Regions from separate parts of the Mus musculus genome. Here region 1 is linked to region 2. A link is a contact called in public HiChIP or PLAC-seq data. All regions are on one chromosome and are shown on one strand. Each heading gives the region's core, a stretch centred on a gene start, on an enhancer-like site or on the middle of the called end of the contact. The rest is flanking DNA. Distances are from core to core; before and after follow the strand shown.

Region 1 (3,829 bases), core at 175-2,674, 190 kb after region 2:
ACCAGGCTCGGGAGGGCGACAGGAAGCCTCCCCGGCGCGTGCGTGAGTGTGCCGGGGCGGCCTCAGCCCGCCGCTCCCCGCCACGCGCCCACCGCCCCGCCCCGCCCCGCCTCGCGGGCGCCTGTCGGACCCTGCCTTCCGCGTCCCGGGAGCCGCACGGGACGAACACCTGTCGGGGCCCCGGCTCTGCGCGATGTAGGGCGCACGCCCAGCCGCCCGCGGGGTGGGTAGGAGAGCGCGTTCTCGCGAGGCTTAGGAAATTTCCCACGGCCCGTGTTGTGTCTGAGCCGAGCGGTGGAAGGCGCTCGGGAGGAGGTGTAGCGTGAGACTCCGGCTGCCCGCATTGCGCACATGCGCAGTGGCGCGAGCGCGCCGCGCCAATCCTGCGGCGCTCCGGAGCGGGTCTCGGGCGGGCTGATCCAGTTCTCCGGGTTTTTTGTGGCTCCCTGCGGGAGGCAGGCAATGCAGGAGCTGGGAAATCTCTTGGAAAGCAAAGGGCCGGGAAGGGGGGGGGGGGGGAGCAGGGAGGATCAGCAGGTAGGGGACCGGAGGGACAGGTCTCGGGCCACCACCTGCCGAGAGGTGTCCCAGGCAAGACAAGCATCGGGCGACAGCATCGGGCCACCGCCGGAGGAGCTGTTTCTAGGCAGTTACCTACACGTCTGCACCCACACCTACATCCTGCAAGCTGGCTGCTGCCATGAGTTCCCCAGGCAGTCGGAGCTGGGCGGGTAGCTCGCTCCCAAGTGCCCGGGCTTGTAGTGGTGGCTCTGGGGACAACCATTCGGGGCTCTGACGTGTGGGTGCAAAGTGAACATCGGGGGGTTAGGGGGGACACCTTTGCGCGAGGCTGACCTCGGGATGACCCCAGCTCGCATCGGGGAGAAGCGGCGAAAGGCACAGAGCTTATCCCCTAATGCTTTTCCCCTGCAGAGCTCTTGGGAAGGGTCAGCTCACGCGGCGATCACGCCTGTCTCGCCGCGTGTGCGGGTCGTGCGGGAGCAAATGAATGGAGACAGTCGCTGGCAGGTCACCGGGGACCGGGGCTCTGTCCCGATCTCCGCCGCTCCGGCACCTGATACTGAGATTAGCATAAGGGAGGTGTCCAGTGAACGTCGGAATGAATGAAAAAGGCTGGGAACCCGCGGCGAGCGGGAAGCCACTTGGAAAACACCCACTCGAGGAGGCGTCTCCTCTAGGCCTGTGAGACGCTCGCATTTTCCCAGGACCCCTCCTCCCGGCCCCGGGGCCCCGCCTCCTGACCCCTCCAGTCCCGGTCCCCGTAGTAATGCCCTCCGGTTTTCCTCAGTCTCCACGTACGTCCCCGAGGGCGCGTCCCAAAACCCGGATAACCGGAGCGCTCCCCATGGACTACTCGGAGGGCTTGTCCGCGGAGGAGCGGCCTGCGCATGCTCCATCGGCGGGGTAGGTTTCTAGGGAAAGGCAGTGAGCAGATCCCTTAGTCCGCGGGCGGCGCGAGGCGGCTGGCTCCCGGCGGCGGCGGCGGCGAAGCGGGGAAAGACGGCGCGGGGGCCGGGTGGCAGCGATCGGCGAGGCCGAGGGAAGGGGCGGGGGAGAGGAGCAGGGAAAGGCGGCGGGGGGAATCTCGCGAGGGTTGGAGTTTTGGCGAGAGTTTGTGGAAGATGGCGCCTGTTGTGACAGGGTAAGTCTGAGGGGGCAGCGAGTGCTGGGAACCGGGAAAGTTGCGGGCGTCTGACCGCCGGCGGCAGGCGGCGGGCCGGGGCCGCGCGGCGCGCCGGGGCCTCGGGAGGCGGCGCGGGGCGGCGACGCGATGGCGCGGGCCGGTGCGGGGCTCGCCCGTGCGCCGCGGTGGAGCGGGCTCCGGGCGCGTGAGGGCGGGCGGTGGCGAGGCCGGCGGCTGCGGGCGGAGTGCGGCCGGCGCGCGGGGCCGTAGGCACCGTGCCCGGCGCGCGCCCCCCTCGGCGGGCCTGGCGGGGATCCCGGCGCAGCTTTGTTCCCCGTGCGTGGCCCGCGTCGCCTGTCCTCCCAGCCGCTGCCCTGGGCGCCGGAGCGCTTTGTCTGTGTGCGCTGCCCCCCGCGATTCTGCCCCCAGCCCTTTGTTTCGCCGCCTTAGGCTCTCTGTGGGAGCCGCTGCGCGCCCCGCATCCCGTCTGCACCTCCACTCCGCCCGCTGTCCCTCCTCCCGTGCCCCTTTGTTGTATCCCTCTCTTCAGTAGCTGGGTGACCTGCCATAGCCCTGGCACCAGATTACTGCCGTTCTCTTTCTTCCATTGTCTTTCTCGTGTGTATCCCCTCTCACCTTTTTCTCTTTGGTCCTCACCCCCCCCCCCCAAGGCTTTGTCTCCCCTATGTAGTGTCTCATTCTCTTAGCATCCCCTTCCCCTCGCGTCACTGCCTGATTTATCCGCTGCCCACTGTGTCTGTCTGTTGAACTGTCTCAACCCCGGGGACTCCATCTGGTGCTTCTAAGTGCGCACAGACTCTAGGGTTTGCTTTTGTTGTTTGAGTCTGGGAGATGCTTGAGATACTTAAGTTTGCTCCTTCCGCGCCCCTCCTTTCTTCCTTCGCACCCATTTCTCTCGGGATCACACCCCTACCCACCCCTATGCGCCCCTCTCTTGGGATTAAAACGACCCCACTTTTCTTTGCCATCTTTCTGGGCCCGTGATTGTTTTGCTTGGTAAGAGTAGCGCTGGAAAAGGATCTCGATTTCTTGATGGTTATTGCCGTCCCCATCATTGGCTTCTGACGGCCCCAGGCCAAGGGCATCCGCAGTAGCCTTGCACCTGGGTTACCTGAGGGCTAATGGAAGGGTATATTTTAAGACTGTTAGAAGTAGGCTCAAAGGTACTTCCCACCCCCCCACCCCACCCCCTGTTGGTGATGGAGAATAGTTTCAGATATTCGCAGTGGATGTGCGTTTGATGTGAATAGGAGGTGAGTGAATTTTGATGTTGTAAACTTGTGAATGTTGGGCTGATGAAGTTTATCTTTTTTTTTTTCCCCTGGAATTTGTATCTACAGTTTTAATGACTTTTCGGAGACATCTGGCTTGGGAATTTGATCAATGGCTTGCTTCTTCATAATTTAAATGAGTTTACCATTTATGGTTGTTTGAATTTGCAGTTTGAGTGTGTAGTTTGTGATTTTTACTTCTGTGGATGTGTGGCAACTCCTATTCCGACGTTGGGAATCAGGTGCCAAAGAGCAGAGTGTAGTTTTGGTTTGATGAATACTGCTTTGAGGATCTTTGTGGGATACATTAATTACGGGCAGTCTAAAGACTGGTAGCTTTCAGTTTGGTTATCTTAAAAGGTACTTCCTTATGTTACTTGAGCATTAAGTTGTTTTCAGCTCTTATTGTTATGGTAATGTTAAAAGCTTGGGTGAAGTCTGGGGGTGTGGTGTAGGATATTGTATACTAATGGCCTGAATTACTGCATCAGGGTTGAAATAATTTAGGGTTGTAAATACTGAATGTATTGTTCAGAAATATTCTTCCACTAGTTGATCACTACTTTTAGAAGATACATTACCCTTAAAGTCATATGCAGCTTCTTCTCTATATAAAGTTGTACACAAAGAGTTGTTGAGGACATAGAAGATGAGGTCTAAGGAATGTTGGCACTTTGGAAAGCTTTTTAAAAACGTGGTTATTAGAATTTATAGGCGGAATACTTGCAGTATAAGGCACACTTTATGAACATACATGAAATTGTGAGAATTTGCATTTGTTTCATACTTAGTGCATAACTCGAGGCTAAAATTGGGCACACTGGTTCTGATCGTGAGCACAGTGCAAATTCTGTATAGTAATGCAATGTAGTTTGTTCTGATTTATGCATTT
Region 2 (3,487 bases), core at 411-2,910:
CTTGTTTCTATGGAGATTTGTGTAAGGTAAACAGATCTGAAAAGGGGAAGCCCAGACACCCATCCCAACACCCACTCACACCCAGCCCGCTGCCTCAGCAGAAATGTTTCCAAAGAAATGCTTTTCAAAGCTTTCGGGAAGGCCCCCAAATGCTTTCAAAGTTTCTCCTGTATCTCCATTGTCCTACTCTTGAAGTGAGCAATGATTAAAAACAGATAATAATGAACTTCACGTAAGAATGGATCAAAAGTGGAGTCACACAGGTCTCCAGTGTCTAATATAATTAGGCTGATACACTGTTGAGACCAAATGATGGCTTTTCTCTTTCTTTTCCTTTCCTGCATGTGCACATTTATTTGAAGAACTTTGAATACGTAGAAGAGGACAAGAGACCTACTCGGTGTCAGTGTTCATCCAAACAGCTTACTCTATTCTGAAACTCAGGTTTCCCTCTTTTGCTTCCTTGCACCCCATAACATCATTACTTGTAGATATCAAAGAAGAGCTGTGTCTTTGAACGTACACAGAAGTCAAGGCACATAGATCACACTAACTTCACATAACGAGGAGCAGTAATCCCCCTGTCCCTTTCCACTGAATAATACCTTCTTTGGTAAATCCTTTAGAAGTACAAACATGCATCCAATCAACTCCCTTTGAAAACATGCCCCAAATAAATTAGCTGCCTTAGAAACCTATTAACCCAAGCAGCTATTAGGTAATAGACATTTCTAAATTAAACTTAACTTTAGATCTCTCTTCTAGAGATCTTTAAATCTCTAAAGACTTTAGAGCTCTTCAGTGATCATCGATTTATGGGGATGTTAATATTCACTTAAAAGACTAATAACAGAATGGTTTCCTTCTTTCCCTGTCAAACACAAGGGCCGATTTTTGATGAGTGAAAATCACCTCCTATCTTAGCCATAACATCCCCAAGGTGCGACACCTGAAATGACACAGCAGAGACATAAATCACAGAAATAGAAACTCATGAAATGACAGCTGACAGTGGTAGACACTCTTGCTGTTGCTCACACCACATAAGAGAGAGAAAGGGCATCTAATAAGCCTCCATTTGTTTCCCTATGAGTCAGTGATGCAAGCCTTGAGTTTCTCACAGGCCCCATCGAAAAATCTAGAAGCAGAAAGCTTCAGTATTAGATTCACACAGTGGGAAGAAGACTAACAAAAGATTTTTTCTCAAAAAGAAGTCATCTAGATGTCCCTGAGCAGACCAGTTAATGTTACCATCCTCGAGGTGAACACAGAGTCTTAGCTAGAGGATAACAGACAGGGTCCTAGAGTTAACAGAGGAAACGCCCGGGTGCATGACCATAACTATCTTTAGCTACATCCATCCGGGTTAGAGAGAAAGCCTAGGCCACTGATAACAAACATCTCTATTTCCATCTGCTAACATCAGACCCAGAACAGAGAGGCAAGGGGAAACCCAGAGTCTTTCCCTTTGTCTACAAATGTATCTGCTAGATGCATTGCTCGAAGCCTCGAGTAGCCACAAAACCATAGAACCTGCCAAGCCTTGGAGCTGGAAAATTCTAGAAGAGGAAGCTGCTGTTAAAGGGAGTAAAATGACTCGCTTTACCACACTACCCTTCACCGCGTGTGACTTGAATGGAAATAGTCTTTTTCTGACATAAATGAAATCAAACCGAATGAGTGTGCTATGTGTCAGCAGATGCTGCGCCCCATGCAGCTAGCTCATTGCCTAACAGAGGAAATGTGGATTCGTAGAACTAGCTTCCTACTTTGAACACTATTTTTCCTGTAATTGGGTAAGGCCGGGGGCAAACTCTGGTCAGAGCCTGCAGAGATAAAGGGAAGCTGTGCAAACACAGACACATCAACTGCAGGCCCAGTGAAGACTTCCAGAACATGTACCACTGCAGGATGATATTAAGCATGGCCAGCATGGGAGAGGCAGTTTAGACATACAGAACAAGCTTAAGACACATACAACCTTTTCCTTCAGGAACAATCGAAACAACTCTAAGAGATCATCAAAGATCAAGGACAGGACTGAGATGTTCAGGCCTCAAAGCAATTGCCTTGCAAACCTGAGAACCCAAGTTTGATATGTAAAACTCATGTAAAATACATAAATGAACACCACACACACACACACACACACCCCAAATGCAATACTGATCATGATCCCCCCCCCAAAAAAATACTTGTGAAATCATTGGGTATTGGAAAAGTCAAGGGCAGCTTGGCTCATCTGAGAGTCAGTAGGAACTTGGAAGTTTGGGTTGGGGCAACAGGTAGAAGAGAGATGTCCTGGGAATGTCTAAACAGGGACAAAGTTTCTGAGGTGGAAACTAGTGTGCCCCTGAGGAGGCTGGTAGAGAGAGAGTGCCCCGAAAACAGGGTTTGAAGACATATTGGAAAATAGCATTGGATCTGGATCTGTAGGGGATATTACAGCTGAAGTAACCAACCAGAGACAGGGTTCTAGATACAGTTCCTTGGAAACGCCCCTCTCTCTGGGTGTTTGAGATAAATGACAGGTGGGCATCAGCCAGAATCATCCAAGTGTCATGGATTCGCCTTCATATCATGATGGTCCCCAACCTCTGGGCCAGATACTGGTTAAAATGAGCACTGAAGTGACAGCGTCTTCTTTATACCACCACTCCCAAATAGAGAAACTACTACTGTTTTAAAACCCCTTTCTACATCAAAGGTCCTAATTCAGTGTCAAATCTACTAAATATTGATAAAGCTTTGAAAATTCCTTCTCTTTTAACCTTACGCCAACCACCACCACCCTCTCTGCATCGTCCCTCCCTTACCTGTTAACTCTGACTACTGGTCCTTAGATGTCATCCACCTAGCTTGTCACTTGTTGGGTTGGAGCTTGCTGGCTAGGCTAAGCTGGCTGGTTAGTGATGCTCAGGGGGATCCTCCTGCCTCAGCCTTCCTGTGTTGTGACCCCAGCATGTATCACAGCATGTACCACCACACTTGGCCCGTGAACTCTAGAAATGGAACTCAGGTCTCTGCACTTACACTTTGGCAACTGAGCTAATTAGCACTTAAACTTAGCAACTCCTTCTGGGGAAGCCCTGCGGGTGACTTGCTACTATTTCCTCAAACTCTACATGAGAGAAGGGTGTGAGAAGAGGTAAATGGAAGTGCCAAGGGATGGAGGATGGAGTCATCTTCAGTAGGAGACTTATTTCATGGTTAAAGCATGGCTTCCCCAAATGCCTGATCTATACAAATGCTATTTATAATAGTCCTGATTCTAAACTTGGATTCATAGTGAAGTTTGAAGCAAACAGAGCAAAATTCCAGACTGAAGAAAAATTACATCTGGGAAAACCATTTTAAACTAAGACAAACCAAGAAAGAGGAGAGATCGATGCTGAGTCCTTCGTGGGATACCACTCCAACTCTAGACAGGAGAGCTGTCAGGGCCATGGCTTGTGGTAGAAAGATGTGGCTGAATCGGAAGGCTCAG

Evidence for each region. HiChIP or PLAC-seq counts read pairs in DNA pulled down with a chosen protein or histone mark.
Region 1: a contact with region 2 is called in an H3K27ac HiChIP or PLAC-seq map of thymic regulatory T cells, with 7 times the contacts expected there. The contact joins the promoter of Rbpj here to the enhancer-like site in region 2. A contact is called at or near these places in 2 of 15 datasets of contacts at CTCF or cohesin (CD8 T cells and the NIH/3T3 cell line), 27 of 484 Hi-C or Micro-C datasets (B cells, the C10 cell line, CD8 T cells and 20 more), 41 of 115 datasets of contacts at active chromatin or transcription factors (the 230-238 cell line, CD8 T cells, DN3 thymocytes and 28 more) and 4 of 9 other capture datasets (adipose tissue, bone marrow-derived macrophages, liver and 1 more).

What each region holds. Positions count from the first base shown.
Region 1 is chr5:53,589,062-53,592,890 of GRCm38.p6, forward strand. It overlaps Rbpj (recombination signal binding protein for immunoglobulin kappa J region), which reads left to right and starts at 1,425. Exons shown (of 11, transcript NM_001080927.2): 1 at 1,425-1,663. The coding sequence starts at 1,644.
Region 2 is chr5:53,401,226-53,404,712 of GRCm38.p6, forward strand. No RefSeq gene overlaps it. Among named protein-coding and RNA genes, the nearest start is that of Gm40303, 140 kb to the left of the region's middle. Within about 2 kb of position 1,661, at least 109 of the 459 cell types and tissues checked have an H3K27ac peak or open chromatin away from gene starts, as enhancers often do. A contact at or near this core is called in CD8 T cells, CD8 central memory T cells, the CH12 cell line and 23 more, where this site is marked.